Linked DNA regions of Sus scrofa: regions 1 and 3 are each linked to region 2. The links are chromatin contacts, called in public Hi-C maps. All regions are on one chromosome and are shown on one strand. The core of a region is the stretch at or near the end of the contact, and the rest is flanking DNA. Distances in the headings are between cores, read along the strand shown. Region 1 holds the start of SOX4 (transcription factor SOX-4). Region 2 overlaps LOC100512907 (a long non-coding RNA gene). Region 3 overlaps LOC100512907 (a long non-coding RNA gene).

What was found. A called contact is a pair of places that touch in the nucleus more often than the background predicts.
Region 1: a contact with region 2 is called in a Hi-C map of liver, with 2.6 times the contacts expected there. The contact joins the promoter of SOX4 here to the enhancer-like site in region 2. A contact is called at or near these places in 5 of 47 Hi-C or Micro-C datasets (embryonic fibroblasts, epiblast stem cells, liver and 1 more).
Region 3: a Hi-C map of liver shows a contact between it and region 2, with 8 times the contacts expected there. The contact joins two enhancer-like sites. A contact is called at or near these places in 1 of 5 promoter capture datasets (liver) and 3 of 47 Hi-C or Micro-C datasets (liver and skeletal muscle).

The regions. Positions count from the first base shown.
Region 1 is chr7:16,885,329-16,888,491 of Sscrofa11.1, forward strand. SOX4 (transcription factor SOX-4) reads left to right here and starts at 1,506. Exons shown (of 1, transcript XM_013977467.2): 1 at 1,506-3,163.
Region 2 is chr7:17,004,576-17,007,859 of Sscrofa11.1, forward strand. All of the region lies in intron 2 of LOC100512907 (a long non-coding RNA gene), which reads left to right. Among named protein-coding and RNA genes, the nearest start is that of SOX4, 120 kb to the left of the region's middle. Within about 2 kb of position 1,721, at least 8 of the 83 cell types and tissues checked have an H3K27ac peak or open chromatin away from gene starts, as enhancers often do. A contact at or near this core is called in liver, where this site is marked.
Region 3 is chr7:17,120,227-17,123,264 of Sscrofa11.1, forward strand. All of the region lies in intron 3 of LOC100512907 (a long non-coding RNA gene), which reads left to right. Among named protein-coding and RNA genes, the nearest start is that of SOX4, 230 kb to the left of the region's middle. Within about 2 kb of position 1,260, at least 30 of the 83 cell types and tissues checked have an H3K27ac peak or open chromatin away from gene starts, as enhancers often do. A contact at or near this core is called in liver, where this site is marked.

The DNA.
Region 1 (3,163 bases), core at 256-2,755, 120 kb before region 2:
CCGCGCACACGCCCTGCTCTGCCCTCTTGATCGGGCAGCTGCCGGCTCAGTGGAACCGGGGAGGGAGTGCCCAGCCGGTGTACGAATGCCGCATGCCAGCCGGAGCGTGGGTTCCAGACGCACAGCGCGCACGGAACATTTAGGCGTCCAAAGCGAAGGCGCGGGGGAAGCCAGGGGGCCGAGTGGCTGTCAGTTCCGGTCAGGGACGGAACTGGGCACCATAGCCAGGGGCCCAGCTGGCCCTGTGGAGAGGGGAAATGTAGAAGCCGAGCACCCGGGAAACCACCCCCCGGCTAGAGGCGGCCAGTTGCAACTTCAAAGGAGGGCTAGGAGCTGGCGAGGGCGCGGGGGCGTGTGTGTGTGTGTGTGTGTGTGTGTGTGTGTTCAGCTTCTTCCCCGGTCGTAAACCTAAACGGAAGACGGGTGTTAAAGTACTGCTGACAGGATCGCCTGAAACATGTTTACAGTAGGAAAGACTTTCCTCCAAAAAGCACAGCCTGAGTCGATTCCAATTTATTTCCTCCCTGTAACCATAATCGCAAGGCCAGTCTCAGCCGGCGCGGCGGAACGCGGCTGAGCACCATTAATCCCCGCCGAATCCTCTCCGAGCTCAGGGCAGGAAGAGCGCCGAGCCTGCGCCACCGAGTCGCTGCGCTCGGTCAGGCGTCTGGCTGAGACCATCTTTCCAGGAGGAGGGGTATCCGTTGCCAGTCCTTAAGTAAAGCGCGCCTCCTTTGCAGCGGCTCTCGGAGAGAGACTTCTAACTACTTGCAGCTTCAGCAAGATACGGACACGGTAATTGATAACTGCCCGGTTCACTTACTAGACCCAAACCGGAGCTAGCCTTGGCGTCTCCAGTGTCTGGGAGCTTTGACAAGTGAACAGGAGGCCAAAACTGTTCGTTGCCCCAAACTCGATTTATGATTTAAAAAAAAATCATCAAGATTCATCGACACACTCTATAACCTCTGATCATTTAAACTGCTACCTAAACACGTTGGAAGAGTGTGGGATGATAAGGGTTCGGGAGAGGTGGAAGGGGGAGAAGAAAGAAGTCTGACAGTCTCCACGTTTTCCCACGTCTCCATGCGAGTGCAGGGAGGCTCAGCGCTGCCACCTGGCGGCGGCTTCTCCCCGGATTGGGAGCCGGCTGGTGGCAGAGCAAACCCAGGCTCCCAGTGGGTGTGCCCTGCTCCTGCCTCGCGAAATGGGGCAGACAGAAGCTTGTATTTATGCTTCAAATCTCCGTGGCCCAGTGGAAACACCCGTTTTCTTCTTGTTCTCATGAGGATACTGAAAGGAAAGGAAAAATGAGTTGGCGCTGGTATGAAGTGCATACATAAACCTACCAGGTGCCAGTCACTGATTAGGAAGGGGTAGAAAATGGTAAAAAGTTATTAGAAATGCAGGGTTTTTATCTTTCAGTTCATTCTAATAGTAAAAATCATTCATGGACTTCATTTTACCCCCAGACCCTATTTTGATATTTTGCAAATAAGAATTACTTCCATACATTAATTTTCAACATGCCCCCCAACCCAAAGGAAAGTCCAGTTCTAGTACAACTTCATCAGCCCCCCCAAAATGGAGTGCAAATTACGTTTGCCTACCGGATTGAGAAGAAAAGGAGCTTTGGATGGAGGGTTCTTTGCCATAAAGTATGGAACCAAAAAGCCTGAGGCCTTTTAGTTGGCAAAGGCCAAGGACATCAAATTTCTCAGGCTTCTTCCCTATCTACTAAAGTAACAAAGACAAGTATTTCTTTTCTCTTTATTTTCTTTGAACTGAATACTTGTTAGGTCAGAACAGCGCCTACAATCATAGTTTCTATAACCAAGGCCAGGCAAAATCTTGCAAATCAGTGCAAATCCAAGAGATCTGTTAAACTAATTTCCCTTCAGATTTTTTTTCCCCTCACTATGCTATAGGAATATATTAAGCAGTGGGATACAATCTTATTTCTATCTATACCCCATACCATTTTATGGATTGATATTTTATGTTGTACAGGTGTGCGGAGCAGAATAAAAGAACTAGCAGATATTATATTACATCTCAAATAGTTTCATTATTAGTTTAATAAATGAAACAAGATTAAAAATATTTACATTAATTCAAAATTTGGAATGTATAGCATCATTGCTAATAAAAACAATTACTCTATTATTCTAAAACAGGAATTTTTTTTTGCAAAATTATCTTGGTTTACTGTTAATGTGGCTTAAAGAGTAGCATTAAGAATTACTTCATGTACTGCAAAGCCAGCAGAGGGAACACTGAGTACTGATTTAGTAGGGGCCACCAAGTATCTGGTATTTGGGGAAAAAAAAATGTCAGTAATGGAAAATTGGTTACAAAGCATGTGAAGTTAGGTAGTGAGAACACAGAAATCTTTTCTCATTACTTGCTATTCAGAGGCCTAATACATTCCAGTGTGCACATACTCAGTTGGTGAGAAAAATGACTTTAGTAAAAGGCCATTTGTCACATGTTTTGTTACATTTTAAGAGGACTACTAACACATAAGAACAAACCTATTTCAGCAGTCTGTGCATTCATGTATACCCTAAAACTCTTATAAAGTCAATGGAAATTACTAACAATGTATTTCTTTAATTCTAAGAACTTTTTCATTTTTAACTTCTCAGATGTCTTACAACCATGGGGGTATCAGTGTCATTGGCAGTTGTTCTCTCTTAAGGACATATAACAATAGTATGTCTTGAAGACATTACTTAGATTTGTTGAAATATGGGAAATACAGCTAACAATATAAATAGGCCAGTGGCTATTTTTTTTTTTTAGTACACACTTTAAAAAGATCTGTGTGCTTTAAACATAAACAAAACTACTCTGCTTTAACTTCACTTTTCCCTGATAATATTCACTGCTAGAAACATAAACAGCTTGGGAAATATAATCAATTATATTGATACTCACCTTGACTGAATTATCACAAACTAGCTACACCCTCAAATCCTTAGTTGGTACAAGTCCCCAAATAAACATGGTGTTTATTCTTTTTTTTTATTCTTGTGGAAATATTGATTTTATAAATAATAGACCTCTTAGAGTAATTTTTATGTCAGACTGATAACATGTACGGGTGTGTTGTGGTATGCATACCAAAGAAAATGAAAAGCATGATAACACACCCAATTTT
Region 2 (3,284 bases), core at 471-2,970:
ATAAAAGTAAATATTTATAGCTACCTTAGACCTTGAGACTGGAGGATGGAGATCCTTCAAGACGGGGACCACATTCCTGTCCTGTAGGTTCACGGAGCTCCTGTTTGTGACTTGAGTAATTAGCTCTGGTGATGGAAGAGGCCAGTCCTTATTAGATGTCTTCCGGGAGGAGATGGGTTTTGGGTCAGTGTTTCATCTTGAAGCTTATTGGATTTAACTCTTTCTATTATAGCATCTCAATGATAAACCACCTAGGATGGGAGAGCAACCTACCCTCCTTCCACTTCATGACAGATGCTCCTTTACTCTCCAGGCCCTGAATTACTGTGGAGAGAACTTCAGCTAAACAAACCCTGTGCAAACCTTTAAAGAAGCCAAACTTGTCATCTTAGAACTACATTTACCATCCTACCAGCAATATAGAGTAAAAGGCCCCAAAACAAAAAGCTTGTCTTCATCCTCCTGTAAATGCCAATAGTCTCCTATTCATACTGCTTCCGTGACATGTATAAGCAATGCCTTATAGTTACCTTAATTCATTTACCAGGCTGAAAAGCCCTTACACGAAGGTCAGGGAATCTTTTCTAACGCAACTTCATAGTCCTTTTATGAGAAAGGATATCACTGGTGTTCAGCAAAAGTTGCTGTGCCAATATGTTAAAAGGCCAGGGAGTTCCCTGGTGGCACATCGGGTTAAGGATCTCATGTTGTCACTGCTGGGGCATGGGTTCTCTGGCCCAGGAGCTTCCGCATGCCGTGGGTGTAGCAAATAAATAAATAAATAAATAAATAAATAAATAAATAAGACCAGTTAGTGTCACTTAAAATCTCTCAACATTCTGTTTGACCTGCTTCCAACTGCTGATCAAATTGGAACAACAGTTCAAGGTTCTGTTGTCAGAGGCTGAGCTGTTTGCTTGTCATTATGACAGTTAGTCCTACAGTTTACCCAAAGTCTTCATAGCAGGTCAACTGTAGTCCTTGCATGTTTGGTTTTCTGTTACTGTTTATGATGTAGAGAATCATGATGGATGGGATTGTGGTCAGATTCTGATAATTGTGTTGTCTGGTCAGTTGTGGGCAGAGAGGAAGCAGATTCATTCATTTAGTTGCCATTCACTGACTACCATATGCTAGGAATTATTTTTTACACCAAGTATCTCAATATGAGTGTAGTGGAGCATCTGCTTATAATCAGCTCTCAAGGTGATAGAGGAGAGGGATACCTGAGTAATAATTGCAGTATCTAATGGGTTCGGTGGTGGCTTGAGAGAGGGATGGAAAAGAGGGACCAAGGAGGGACTAACTGATTCTGTTGGGGGATGGGGAGAATGTACCAGGCACAGGACAGGGTGAGGAATGAGACTGGAATGGCCCTATATTCCATCAGTGGGAAGAGCCAGCACAAAGCACAGAGGTTGGCTTGGAAGTCTCTAAGTCCTGTACCTGGATCAGAGGACACAAGGGCTGGGCATGGCTGGGGTGAGATGGAAAGGTGGTGTGGAGGCACCCTGTAAGTGTTTAAAAATACCCCCTCTTCCCATGCAGAATACTTTGGATTTTCTCTTGTAGGCTCTCTCTTGTAGGATCAAGGTGCTCTTGAATGGGTGGAAGCCGGTTCCGATTACCGGTTTTTTCAGAGTAAACATCTACACCCAGATCTCGGTTCTTGCCTGGGGTAAATAGTAACTAGGGACTGTAATTGGCCAGAGGAACTATTTCATCACATGTTATCAGGGGAACTTAAACAAAATTCAGTGTAGGGCAGGGTGACTTCCAAGTTACCACAGCATCGTTTTAGAGAGTGGGAGATCCTCTTGAATGCAAGTTTGCTTAGAGTTAAGAGAGATAAGGGTGAACTCATTTTAAGTGTTTCCTATTTTAGCATTTTGACCTGGGGATCTGAGGGCGATTAATGGTGTAACCAATCAGCGCTGTCCTTTCTAAATGGAGCTGACGTCAAAGAGTAGTGGCCAGGGGTGTAAATAAAATAGGAGCCACGGAGAACAAATGCTGAATCTAGGTCATCTTGCACTTTCTCCTTTAGATCCAGCACTTGTATAACCTGCATAACTGGATTTCCATGTTCTGGTGCCCTATTCAGAGACTGACAAGTAATTTTAATTCAGAAAACTCCACTTGGTCACATACTTAGTAGCGTGGGCACCCTGTTCATTCCTTTCTTCAGTAACAAAGGTGTTTATTGAACACCTACTAAGTGCTACTCTTACAGGTTAAATTTTAAGAGGGAGAAGGAAGATGGCACAGAGAGGATGTTGCAGGTCTTTGTAGGAGTATGTGCCAAAGTCCTGGGTTAGTGTGAGTGTGTAAGTGTGAGTGTGTGTGTGTGTGTTTGAGGAGAATGAGAAGCACCTAGCCTGGCAGTATGGAGCGTGATGGAGGAAAGCAAGGTAACTGGCCTGAGGTGTTGCTCAGAGCCAGATCACAGTTGGAAGTATGTTCAGATGTCTGGAATATACCCTAATGCCAGTAAGAGATTTGCTTCCTAGAAAGGTCAGTGTAACTGGTGTGAAGAATGGATGAAGGCAGATTTGAAGACAGACCAGTGAGGAGGTTTTTGCTGCATTCTAGTTGGGAGATAACAGTAGCCCTACCTGGGGGAGAAGCATTAGGAATGCAGAAAAATGGCTGGAGTCCAAAGATATTTAGGAGATTGGTTTTCAGCAGGACTTGGTGACTGACGGAGGTGGGGTTTTTTTTTTTTTTTGGCTGCACCTGGAGCATATGGAAGTTCCTGAGCTAGGGGCTAGGGGTCAAATTGGAGCTGCAGCTAAGGCCTATGCCCCAGCCACAGCAACGCCAGATCCGAGCCCCATCTGCAAACTATGTCAGAGTTCACGGCAACACCATAGCCTCAACCCACTGAGGGAGGCCAGGGACTGAACCTGCATCTTCAGAGAGTATGTCAGACCTTAACCTACTGAATCCCAATGAGACCTCCATGGCATGCTCTTTCTTGACCTAGGAAACATAGCATAATGGGGGTGGGCCTTATTTTCAGTGTAATTCAAAAAGTACTCAACTGATCTAGGAAAGCTTTCCATTCTTGGCCAGCTCAGTCAATGTATAGATGTGTCGGAGAGGAGAGGAATAAATTCAGAAGTGTGAATGCGCTCCCATTTTTATTTTTCTCTCTCTGCTTTTGAATTTCAAGGCCAGTAGCATATGCTTCATTGGTTCGAAGGAGACTGTGATCCTGTAATCTTTTTCATTTTGAGAGAACTAAAGAGATGTAAACTTCCTTGGAGAAGGTGATTTTGAAG
Region 3 (3,038 bases), core at 10-2,509, 120 kb after region 2:
AGGAATCATTCATTATTTTTTAACCTGCAAATTCCTCCTAACTCCTACCTCTGTAGCCGTTTAAACTCTGGTAAGGGGAGAAACTGATACCTAAGCACATGTAAGAAGATGAAGTCACTTATCGTGAAATGTCTTTAAACCTTTAATTATTATGAACAAAAGCTCTAGGTTCTTTGGAGCTTGGGGTGATGTTTTAGTTTTGTGGCCGTTGGAGTTTTTTGGGCTCTTAGATTGAGTCATCTTTTGAAGATCTAGAATAACATACCATCTACTACAAAGAAATGATGGCAGTGTTGGTCCTGACACACACACATTGGTATTCATAAAAGTATCTACAAGCTGCTTTATTTTGTTACTGCAGCAGGCCTGCAGCAAGTCTGTGCTGCCCAGGGACACTTGGAAGACAAGGTCACCATCCTGCTTTCGTGGGGCCATGGGCCTCTTCGGGCCAGTCCAAGGCTGAGGTACTAGACTCACAGTCATCCTGGTTCCTTAATGGAGACACTGCAGAAATGCAAAGAAACATGAGCTCTTGGCACCCAGTAGGTATTTAGCAAACGCTTGGAGGGTAGCCGATAGTAGGGGCATTGCTCATGGCAGAATTCTGCAGTAGGTGGTGGGTAATGCTACTTACCAGCCCAGCTGACACTGCCTCAGCTCACACTTTGTGATCCTGGGAGACAAGCTGCTGGCATTTACTCTTTGTTTGTAGGCTCAGCTTGGGGTAGGGGACTCTTGGCCACAGAGACTGAGTCTTGATCCATGGTGTCCCTCTTCTTTTGAAGGCTTTTTGTCATCTGAGGAGAGTTATCCTCTTGGTCTCTTGACCCAGTTTTGGCAAAGGATCGACAGTGAGCCTCATGCCCTGAAGGCCTCATACAGTTTAACTGGTATCAGGGCGCCGACTACATGCAAGCTACTCCCTCGCTTAAGAGCTTTAAAAATGAGATTTTTTTTTTTTCCTTTGAAATTTAAAAGAAAGTGGACTAAAAATGTGCTTGCTTTTCAACATAGATGGATTAGCTGGCATGGAGGGAAGGCCTGCCTTTGAAATCTATAGGCATCGTGTTGCAGGCCTGACCCCGTTGACCCTGGTGGATTAGTAATGGTCTACGCAGCCTGCTCTGTCAGCACGTCTGGCAGGGCTTGCACAGATGGTGCCAGTTGGAGAAAATCACCGCTGAACGTTGCACTGCAGCCTGGCTTTGGCCGAGGAGCTTTGGGAGGAGGAGCCGAGACTGGGTTTGTTTTCAGACGTGTTTCTGCCCAGCGTGTCGGAATCGACCTGCAAGGATGCCAGTCTGGGTGTAGGATGCATTTGCTGATTAGGACTTGAGTAATGCTCCCTTGTCATGGCTGAGGCCCTCCTGTGCTATCAAGCAGCTGGGGTTTCTAACAGTCTGTGGCCTTGGGGTTGTTCTGAAAGGGAATTTGAAACTAGAACTGACCTCATTGCAAGGAGGCAAGCATAATGCAATCCTTGTTTTCCTAGAGTCAATCAGCCTAAGGAAAATTCGAGTAGGCTGGAATGGGGGGCGGGGCACAGGGAGTCTTTAAAGTTTGAGTAATCACCTTAACGTGGGGGTAAAGAGAATTTTATTCTAGAGAGAAGCATACATGACCTCTGTCCTTGCAGCTGCCACCAGTGCCTGGGTCGTCAAGTGGTACCCTGAGAGTTTATAATTAACCCTCCTTGTGTTGGGATCAGTCATAGAAATGCTCCTTAAAGACACTGAGGAAAAGAACTTCATTGAGGTGTATGTAGTCTGTCCACAAAGTTGAACTGAGCTGAAACTGTAAGTCTGCTCTTCGAATGAGACCTTGTATTCTTGGAAAAATCTGCTCGGCCTTGCTTTGATAGTCCAGTATTAAGGAAGTGTATCCTCCTAAAATATTTGCATCTGAGCTATGTTTCAGCAGGTCGAGGCTGAACAGGCAAAAAAAAAAAAAAAAAAAAATCACCACTGCTGAACAGCAGGTGTGCAGCTGTCAGAAATGGCAGAGGGTCATTCAGTCAGTCAGTGGACTTTGACCATTTGTAACTTGATTTCGTGTTCTTTTTGTCACAGCTTGAAGTCCTCATCCAGGTTAGTTCTGGCTTTGCAACCTGTTACTGTTTAACAGACTGGTTGAACTCCTTTTGGGTTTGTTTTATGAAATATGTGGTTATTTCATTGTTGAAGAATTTTCCTCGGAGATGGTAATGTTGGGAGACGGGAGCTGCTTTTTTCAGTTCTTGCTTCAGAAAAGTTGACAGCGGCTTCCTGAAGGGCATTATTATTATTATTATTATTTTTTCCCCCAGTGACATAAGGAAGTGGATCCTGCATAGTGCATGCTAGTGCTTTCGAAATGGGCATATAGGGGCCTGGCCTGGGTGTGGGGAGTCGGGGCTCAGAAAGAAGGAAAAGGGCGTGACCTCCCGTGCATGGTGGGCGCACCTGCAGCACAGCAGTGCTTGCTGGAGTCTGGAAGGGAGAGCCTCAGGGAGGGTCTTTAATCTGACGGAAGTCTAGCTCTTCCTGGTTAATAGGGCATAGCTCAGGCCGGGATAGCTTTATGGACTAGACGTGAGGAAGGTCAAGGACTGCCAAGTGTGTGTGTGTGTTGGGGTGGGGAGGACACCGGGCGGGGGGTGATGAAATGCACTGGCAAGAGGAAGATGAGTTCAATTTTGAGCTGTTTGTACTTGAAATGTCCCTTAGGTCCTTGGGGTATTGGGGTCAGGATGGGAGCAGAGAGGTCTGGTGTAGAGAGAAACTTAGGAGTTGTCAACAGTAGCCTGCTCCAAAGCCCCAGGAGTGAGTAAGGCTGTGCAGAGTGTTAAGAGAAATGGGAGGGAAGGAAATTCAGGAGAGAATGAAAAGCAAACTCGGACTCCCCTCCCACTCTGTTGTTTGAACAAGGACGTGGCTATTTGCCTAGAGAAGACGAATAACCCAAAATGCGAAGGGCCTGTGTCAGGATCATGCTTGTCATCTATTCGATAGGATGTTCATGATTGTCTTTGCACGTGTAGAAACAAATTCTTAAATAAC